Linked DNA regions of Ovis aries: region 2 is linked to region 1. Evidence: chromatin contacts called from public Hi-C data. All regions are on one chromosome and are shown on one strand. The core of a region is the stretch at or near the end of the contact, and the rest is flanking DNA. Distances in the headings are between cores, read along the strand shown. Region 1 holds the start of DDX27 (DEAD-box helicase 27). Region 2 overlaps ZNFX1 (zinc finger NFX1-type containing 1).

Region 1 (4,727 bases), core at 597-3,096:
CCTCTAGTTCTGGCTCTCTAGTTCACTGGCTCTGTGACCTTGAGGAGAACCTCTCTGAGCCTTCAGTTTCTTCATCTGTAAAATGGCAAAGCGACAGTAATTGTACCTTCTGCGAGGACTGTGGTGAGGATTAGTTGATACCTGTAAAAGTGCTTAGATTGGTACTTGGTACAGAGTAAATGTTATAGGTGTTCAGTTCAGATCAGTTGCTCAGTCGTGTCTGACTCTTTGCGACCCCATGAATCAGAGCACACCAGGCCTCCCTGTCCATCACCAACTCCCGGAGTTCACTCAGACTCACGGCCATCGAGTCTGTGATGTCATCCAGCCATCTCATCCTCTGTCGTACCCTTCTCCTCTGCCCCCAATCCCTCCTAGCATCAGAGTCTTTTCCAATGAGTCAACTCTTCGCATGAGGTGGCCAAAGTACTGGAGTTTCAGCTTTAGCATCATTCCTTCCAAAGAAATCCCAGGGCTGATCTCCTTCAGAATGGATTGGTTGGATCTCCTTGCAGTCCAGGGGACTCTCAAGAGTCTTCTCCAACACCACAGTTCAAAAGCATCAATTCTTCGGTGCTCAGCCTTCTTCACAGTCCAACTCTCACATCCATACATGACCACAGGAAAAACCATAGCCTTGACTAGACAGACCTTAGTCGGCAAAGTAATGTCTCTGCTTTTGAATATACTATCTAGGTTGGTCATAACTTTTCTTCCAAGGAGTAAGCAGCTTTTAATTTCATGGCTGCAGTCACCATCTGCAGTGATTTGGGAGCCCGACAAAATAAAGTCTGCCACTGTTTCCCCATCTATTTCCCATGGAGTGATGGGACCGGATGCCATGATCTTCGTTTTCTGAATGTTGAGCATTAAGCCAACTTTTTCACTCTCCACTTTCACTTTCATCAAGAGGCTTTTTAGTTCCTCTTCACTTTCTGCCATAAGGTGGTGTAATCTGCATATCCGAGGTTATTGATATTTCTCCCGGCAATCTTCATTTCAGCTTGTGCTTCTTCCAGCCCAGCGTTTCTCATGATGTACTCTGCATAGAAGTTAAATAAGCAGGGTAACAATATACAGCCCTGACATACTCCTTTTCCTATTTGGAACCAGTCTGTTGTTCCATGTCCAGTTCTAACTGCTGCTTCCTGACCTGCATACAGATTTCTCAAGAGGCAGGTCAGGTGGTCTGTATTCCCATCTCTTGAAGAATTTTCCACAGTTTATTGTGATCCACACGGTCAAAGGCTTTGGCATAGTCAATAAAGCAGAAATAGAATTTTTTCTGGAACTCTCTTGCTTTTTCCATGATCCAGCGGATGTTGGCAATTTGATCTATTCTTAATTTTTTCTTTTTTATGAAAATAAAAAGACATGTTTGAGTAAGCTCCTGGAGTTGGTGAGGGACAGAGAGGATTGGCGTGCAGCAGTCCACGGGGTTGCAAAGAGTCGGACACGACTGAGCGACCGAACTGATGAAAATAAATGCTTATTGGGGGAAAAAAAAAATCTAAGACGAAAATAAAGATCACCTATAAATTCTACTACCCAGAGACAATCACTAGTAGCTGTTTTACTGTACTTTTCTTTCACAATTCTTTGTACAGAAATATATGGGGTTATCCACGCATCTCTGTAGACTTCCTCCTCACACACTCCTCTAACCACCCCACCGTTTCCCAAGCACCAACAAAACAGAATTTACGAGTCTCCGTTTCGTCAAGCAAAGAACGCATGCGCGCTCCCAGAGTTTGGGCGGGCACCGGCAGAGGAGGGCGCCGAGGGGAAGTGACGTCAGCACGTTTGCATTGACGACCCGAGGGGGGCGGAAGTGTGTGAATCGGCCGGCGCGCCGCGCTGCTTTCCGGAAGTGGTTGCCGAGGCACCATGCTCTCGGAACTGGGCTTCATCGGGACCATAGGTGAAGATGAGGACGTGCAGGTGGAGCCGGAGACGGACTCTGAGGACGAGGAGGAGGAGGTACGGGCCGATCAGGGTGGCAGCGCGGCGGCAGGCAGTTGCTGTCCTTGACTGCTTCCCTTCTCCGCCGTGCCTCAGGTTCCTGTCCCCAGGTCCTCGGCATCCTCTGCCCGGCTGCCAAGTGTCCCTGGGCCTCACCTGGACCCCCGGTGGTTGCCACTAGCCTTTCCTCATCTGTGCCCATGCCGTTCCGTGTCGCCTTGATGAGCTTCGTACCCATTCACTGAACTGAAGTTTAATCCAGGCCTGTGTCATAGAGATCCAGAGACGGAGTCAGTCCTGGTTCTAATTCAAGGAGCCGTGTTACCATGCATTCATTAAGTCAGTACTGACTGAACTGATTTACGTGCGTTACACCTAGTGTTGAGCATCCAGGGCATAGCGGTGAACAGGGTAGACAAGGAAACCGCTCTCCTGAAGCTTATGGATGGGGAGTTAAGAGACTTAGTCAGGATGGCGATTAAAAAGGCATAGGTGTCCTGGAAAGGTGCTCACCCTTTAAAGATCCAGCTCAAGTATTTCCCCCTCTGCGGCTTCATCTGCCTACTGACACCTCCGTTTGGGGGTCCCTTGGCCTCTAAGGGTTCAGTTTTTTCAAAGCTGAACTCTTGGGTCTCCCTCACCCTGCCAACCTGCTCCATCTCACACCAGAAACCCTGCAGTCATGCAACTTCTTTCTCCTCTCTCCCCTCCAATGCTCTGTAGGCTACCTTGGAAATCTCTCTTCAGTGTCTTCCGGGCTCAGTCCACACTGCTTCCACTCTAGTCCAGCCCACTACCATCTTGTACCTGGTTACCTACAATCTTAATATACCTGGTCTCTAGCTGTTTCTCTTGCCTCCCTCTTCCCCCACAGTATATTTTCCACTTAGCAGCCAGAATGATCTTTTCACTTTGAGAATGGAAAACTGTCAGAGAAAAGTTATCATTTACATGTGGAATCTAAAATATGACACAAATATAGAGAGCAGACTTGTGGCAGGGAAGGACGGATTAGGAATTTGGGATTAGCAGATGCAAACTATTATATATATAAGATGGAGAAGCAACAAGGTCCTTCTGTATAGCACAGGGATCTTTTAGTTGCTGCATCTGGGATCTAGTTCCCTGACCAGGAATTGAACCCGGGTCCCTTGCATGGGGAGGGTGGAGTCTTAGCCACTGGACCACCAAGGAAGTCCCTCATTTCCTTCTTCTCTTTCTGGTGTTCTTTCATCTTAGTCCCATAGTCATCCTTCTTCTCCCTCTTCCCAGGGGCCCATTGTGTTGGGCAGAAAGCAGAAAGCCTTACAGAAGAACCGCAGTGCTGATTTCAACCCTGACTTTGTTTTCACTGAGAAGGAGGGAATGTACGATGGCAGCTGGGCCATGGCCGATGTCCTAAGCCAGCTCAAGAAGAAGGTGAGATTGACAGTGATAGGCAGTTCCAGGCTGAGAATCGGACACAGTTAAGGTTGGACACTGGGTTTCAGGGTCCAGTGTTGTAGGAATACCAAATGTCACATATCAATTGATTGACTTAAAAAATGGACATAGCTGTGTTAAAATGGTCTCTTTTCTAGATGTTCATTTCTTGTTTTGAGTATTAGAAAGAAACCTTTTTAATGTCAGTTTATTACAAAGAACAGTCCAGCAGATTTCCTTGGTAGTGGGGTTTTTGAAGGCTTGATGCAGTCCCACAGAGACTGTTACTTTCTGCCACTTGTCAGGTGATCTCAGGTGACCTTAGTGTTTAGGATTTCTGGTTCCCACACATCACAGGCAAAACCACCACAGATGTTGTCATCTGCTTATTTGCCAAAATCCTGTGCTTTCCTTTGAATGTGGTTATTAACAAGCTAGATGATGCTTGAAAGTTCTTTCCCATTTCATGTGCTTCAGAGAGAATTATTGCCTGCTCAGAGCAGTTTAATCCAGACTCTGCTGGTCTGTCAGGAGAAATATCAATAACCTCAGATATGCAGATGACACCACCATTGTGGCAGAAAGTGAAGAAGAACTAAAGAGCCTCTTGAAAGTGAAAGAGGAGAGGGAAAAAATTGGCTTAAAACTCAACATTCAGAAAACTAAGATCGTGGCATCCAGTCCCATCACTTCATGGGAAATAGATGGGGAAACAATGGAAACAGTGTCAGACTTTATTTTTTGGGGCTCCAAAATCACCGCAGACGGCAACTGCAGCCATGAAATTAAAAGACGCTTCTTGGAAGAAAAGTTATAACCAACTTAGATAGCATATTAAAAAGCAGAGACACTACTTTGCCAACAAAGGTCCGTCTAGTCAAAGCTATGGTTTTTCCGGTAGTCATGTATGGATGTGAGAGTTGGACTATAAAGAAAGCTGAGTGCCAAGGAATTGATGCTTTTGAACTGTGGTTTTGGAGAAGACTCTTGAGAGTCCCTTGAACTGAAAAGAGATCCAACCAGTCCATCCTAAAGGAAATCAGTCCTGAATATTCATTGGAAGGGCTGATGTTAAAGCTGAAACTCCAATACTTGGCCTCCTGATGTGAAGAACTGACTGGAAAAGACCCTGATCCTGGGTAAGATTGAAGGTGGGAAGAGAAGGGGACAACAGAGATGAAATGGTTGGATGGCATCACTGGATGGACATAGGTTTGAGTAAACCCCAGGAGTTGGTGATGGACAGGGAAGCCTGGTGTGCTGCAGTCCATGGGGTAGCAAAGAGTCGGACATGACTGAGTGACTGAACTGAACTGAACTGCTGGTCCTTGTTCTGACTGAAA
Region 2 (4,727 bases), core at 654-3,153, 43 kb after region 1:
CTCGCCTCTTTTCCTGCAGATGTTCAATGATGGTCTGGACCTTTTCCAGGTTCTTCTCTGTCTCCTCTTTTATGTTAACACCAGAGGCCCTCAAAGCATTAAGAGAAGCTGGCAAGAGAGAAATGAGCATGGAAGTTTCCTGCACAGAGCTGGCAGGGAAGACACTTACAAGGTCCTGGAGGAGGGAGATGATATTGCTAATGTGTTCTGGATACTGGTTTCGAACTTCAGGGAGGGGTTCAGTGATCATCCCTACCACATAAGCTGGCAAGCAGACTTTGAGGAATTTGGAATTCTTCAACATGCCCAGGACATGAAGAACACTGTGGCGGTCCATTCTGGAACTGCAAGCCTTCCGAACAACCTGGCAGACGAGCTCAAGCAAGCTGGACTTCATAAAAGAATGAGACAAGAGTTCCTTCAGTCCCGAACATGTGGCAAGGGTGATGACCACCTCAGAGGAGTCTTTTTGCAGAAGACTTTCCAGGAACTTGTAGCCCAGTTTCTTCACCTGCTGTGGCTGTTCTGCAGGTTTTTGCTGGGGGGTCCGCCACTGCTGGAAGTTTTCATCAGATCGTGGTGGGGGTCTGCGGTTCCTTCCCTCCTGGTTGCCATTTCTCCTCCTGTTATCATTTTCCTGACCATGTCTTTGGCCTCTAGGCTCGTCATTGGTATGCCCTTCCTGATTCCTCCTTCCCTGATGTGGGTTCCTGCCCATGGCCCCAAACCTCTCTTCTCTTTGCCGATGAGGAAAAGGATGGTTGTTGGCCCTGGGATGCCTTCCGGGCTGGCTGGCTCCTCCTCTGAGATTATTGGCTGGTGGGTTATTGGCCTGATTTCTAGCTCTTGGTGGTAATTCTCCATCCATAGGTCCTAAACACAATGGGAATTTGGGGCAAACATAAAAATCAAGATGCAAGAAAATCCAATAGTACAACAATATGAACATACTTTTATTTTCCAAAACAACTGAGAAGCTTAGGTTTTATTTGGAGAGAAAAAAGGTTTCCTACCAAGTCATGTAATAAATATAAAATAGATTACTATGGTTGCTGTACACATTATGAAAATACTGTTTTTTCAGAGGGTACAAAAAGGAAAAAGGGAATAAACATTTGTTGAGTACCTCATACATGACAGAAATAATTACTCATTTAATCTTCATAAGCTGGGATTATTTCAGGGGCTCAAAGAGATCATCTTATTTTCTCAGCCTCTTGCCAATACCAAATAATAGTGAAAGCATGAGTTTCATAGTCAAACAGACCTGATTCAAATCTTGGTCTAGGGACTTCCCTACTGTACAACCTTGGCTAAGTTGTATAATTTCTCTAAGCCTCACTATCTGGGTTGCTGTAAACATTAAATGTTTATAAGATGCTTAGTATACTATCTGACATATAAAGAGCTCTCATTAAATGTTAGTTATTACTAGCAGAAATACTAATCATTTTTTATTGGGAAAACTCTATTGATTTCTAGGGCCATAGTTTCTGTCTCTAAACAATTAGGTCACAGGCAACAGTGGCATCAAGCGGGGTAAAAGTATACAGGGAAATATATATTTGAACTTTGCTCAGTATCAGATGGCAAAGGGGAAGGTAGGACTTCCTTTCCCAAGATGTTTTTGAGCCAAATAATAGATTGTGAAGGAAACCGAAAAACGAAACTCAAATTCTGTTTCAGGTCTGAAAAATGAAACTCAAACTTTGATTCAGGAAACTGAAAAATGAAACTTAACTCTTCCTCCTTTCTGCAGCACGAGTTCGTCTACATAGTACTTCTCTATTCCCAATCCTCAGACAAGGAGGTCTGCAGAAGAGCAGAGGTGCCCAGCAGACACAGGAAAGCTAACGCCATCCTGTGGATGAGGCTGAACGTGTCTTTCTTGATCTGCCACACATTTCATAAGTGACCTTGGCCAATCTACCCAAGCCCATTTTCTTTCACTTTCCTTTCCTCTAAAACTGAGTCTGGAGCTGACCCAATTTAGCAGAATGACTTGGAGAGTTTAAAAACAAATAAACAAAATAAGACTGTATGCAATGATTTGATGATAACAAATGTTATGAAAGTTTCAAATGAATATCATATTCAAGACGACTGTGCCATTTCATGTCGTCAGATCCAAAAAAAATCTACTAATGTACATATTTCCTTGTAACTGTTGCTTTTACATTTACTTTTCAGACTCCCAAGATATCATTAAATTTAGTCCTACTTTTAATACTGGTAAAAAGCCCTACTTTTAATGCTGGTCTGATTAGAAGACAATGTTTTGGAAGAATGGAAAATTGTATTATTTCTCAACCTTTCAACATTCACATAGCTCATAAAATAATATTCTACAGTTCTTCCTCATCTGTTCCACAACTAAAATTTGGAGGATATATTGCAAACTTAGGAAAAGGCAAGGCTCCATTCAGTTTTGTTTTAGTTCTGAGCAAACAGAATAATCATTGCAATTGAGTGATGTTTTTGGAACTAACTTTGCTTTGGTGACTAGGACTCTATACACATACCATCAAACACATAGCTACTAGCTATGTGTAGCTATTAAGCATCTTAAATGTGACTAGTCTGAATTAAGATGTGTAAACTGACACATGGAATTTTGAAGCCTTAACAGAAAAAAAGTTAAAAACCTCATTAAAATTTTTTATATTGGTAACATCTGAAAATGATAATACTGAATACTTCCAGGGAATAAACACAAAATTGAAATTGCTGAAGTACTATGAACACTAATTAGAAAAGGCAGGTGCACACTTATATTCTTCACAGCATTATTTACAATAGCCAAGATATGGAAGCAGCCTGAGTAAATTAAGAAAGAAGATGTGGGGTGTACACACACACACACACACAATGGACTATAACTCAGCTATAAAAAGAACTAAATCTTACAGTTTTTAACAACAAGGGTGGACCTAGAGGGTATTACGGTAAATGAAATAAGGCAGAGAAAGACAAATACTCTATGACTTTACTTATATGTGGAACTTTAAAAAAACAAAAGAAATGAACAAACACACACAAAAAGAAACAAAATTATAGATACAGAGAATAAACAGGTGATTACCAGCGGGGAGGGAAGTAGGGGAAGAAGAGAAGTAGGTGAGGCAGATTAAGAGGTACAAACCCCCAGTTATAAGATTAATAAATAGTAGAGAAATAATGTACAACACAATAAATGTAGTTAACACTGCTATATATTATATATTAAAGTTTTTAAGAGAGTAAATCCTAAGATTTACCCTAAAAATCCTAATTTTTTCCTTTATCACAAGGAAAAAACTTTTTTCTGTTTCTTTGGTTTTGTCTCTATATGAGATGATGGATGTTCACTAAACTTATTCTGATAATCATTTCATGATATATATTTAAGTCAAATTATTATGCTATATACCTTAAACTTACACAGTGCTATATGTCAATTATATTTCCATAAAACTAGAAGGAAAAAACTCCAAGAAAAGAACTATAATAATAAAATATATTCAATTATAATCAAATGATATTATTTGGATATACCAGCTTAAATAAGATAAATATCAAATTTTATTAAATGATTATTTAGTATTAAGTTTTAAAATTTCATGTCACCTGTTTTTTGTTTTTAATGATGCTACTAGAACATCAAAAATTATGTTTTTGGCTTGCATTATGTTTCTACTGGATAATGCTGCTCTAAACCAGTTATTGCCATTTCTAATACCTCATCTCTACTTTTGCTAAAGTGAACTGTACCATTTTAGAAGCTCTCTTAAGGAAAGGGGAGGGCTGTCTCGTCTCAAAGTCACTCATGCTGTAACTAAGGAATAAATCATTCTCAGTGTTTTTTTGACTTTGCTGCTCGGCCTGCAAGATCTTAGTTCCACAACCAGGGACTAACCCTGGCCATTGCAGGAAAGTACCAAGTCCTGGAGAAGGAAATGGCAACCCACTCTAGTATTCTTGCCTGGAGAATCCCATGGATGGAGGAGCCTGGTGGGCTACAGTCCATGGGTTTGCAAAGAGTCGGACACGACTGAGCGACTTCACTTCACTTCACCGAGTCTTAACCACTGGACCTCCAGGGAATTCTCAAGAATAAACCATTCTTTACTTGAGAGATGCAGTCAATTTTGGTGGGCCTGCTCATCCATAAGGAACTTGATTTCCTTCCCATTATAGATTTTCTTCAACTTATGTTAGGTTATTTTCTGATAAGCCCACTATAAGTTCAAAACATTGTTAAAAAGGCACTAAATACACCTAATCTATCAAACATCATAGCTTAGCCAAGCCTACCTTTAATGTGCTCAGAACATTAACAATAGCCTACAGCTGGGCAAACTCATCTAACACAATGCCTATTTTATAACAAAGTGTTGAATATTTCATGTAATTTACTGAATAATGTACTGAAAGAATAAAATGGTTGTCTGGATACAAGTGGTTTTGAGTGTATTAATTGCTTGCTCTTCGGACAGCAAGGCTGACTGGGAGCAGAAGCTCACTGCTGCTGCCCAGCATCACGAGAGAGCATCTTACCACACACATATTGCTAGCCCAGGAAAAGTTCAAAATTCAAGTGTGAAGCACAGCTTCTACTCAATGCATATGGCTTTTGGACTATCTTGTAAAGTCAAAAATCATAAGTGGAACCAACATCAATCTGGGATCATCTGAGAGTAGAAAATCTTGCTCACCTCTGTGGTTAATACGAGGATTCCTGGGTCCCA

Evidence for each region. A called contact is a pair of places that touch in the nucleus more often than the background predicts.
Region 2: a contact with region 1 is called in a Hi-C map of liver, with 1.7 times the contacts expected there. The contact joins the enhancer-like site here to the promoter of DDX27 in region 1. A contact is called at or near these places in 2 of 16 Hi-C or Micro-C datasets (blood and liver).

The regions. Positions count from the first base shown.
Region 1 is chr13:77,323,698-77,328,424 of ARS-UI_Ramb_v3.0, forward strand. It overlaps DDX27 (DEAD-box helicase 27), which reads left to right and starts at 1,847. Exons shown (of 21, transcript XM_027977308.2): 1 at 1,847-1,980; 2 at 3,235-3,381. The coding sequence starts at 1,888.
Region 2 is chr13:77,366,463-77,371,189 of ARS-UI_Ramb_v3.0, forward strand. It overlaps ZNFX1 (zinc finger NFX1-type containing 1), which reads right to left. Exons shown (of 14, transcript XM_027977309.2): 2 at 4,695-4,727; 3 at 1-873. Among named protein-coding and RNA genes, the nearest start is that of ZNFX1, 4.6 kb to the right of the region's middle. Within about 2 kb of position 1,904, at least 9 of the 54 cell types and tissues checked have an H3K27ac peak or open chromatin away from gene starts, as enhancers often do. A contact at or near this core is called in liver, where this site is marked.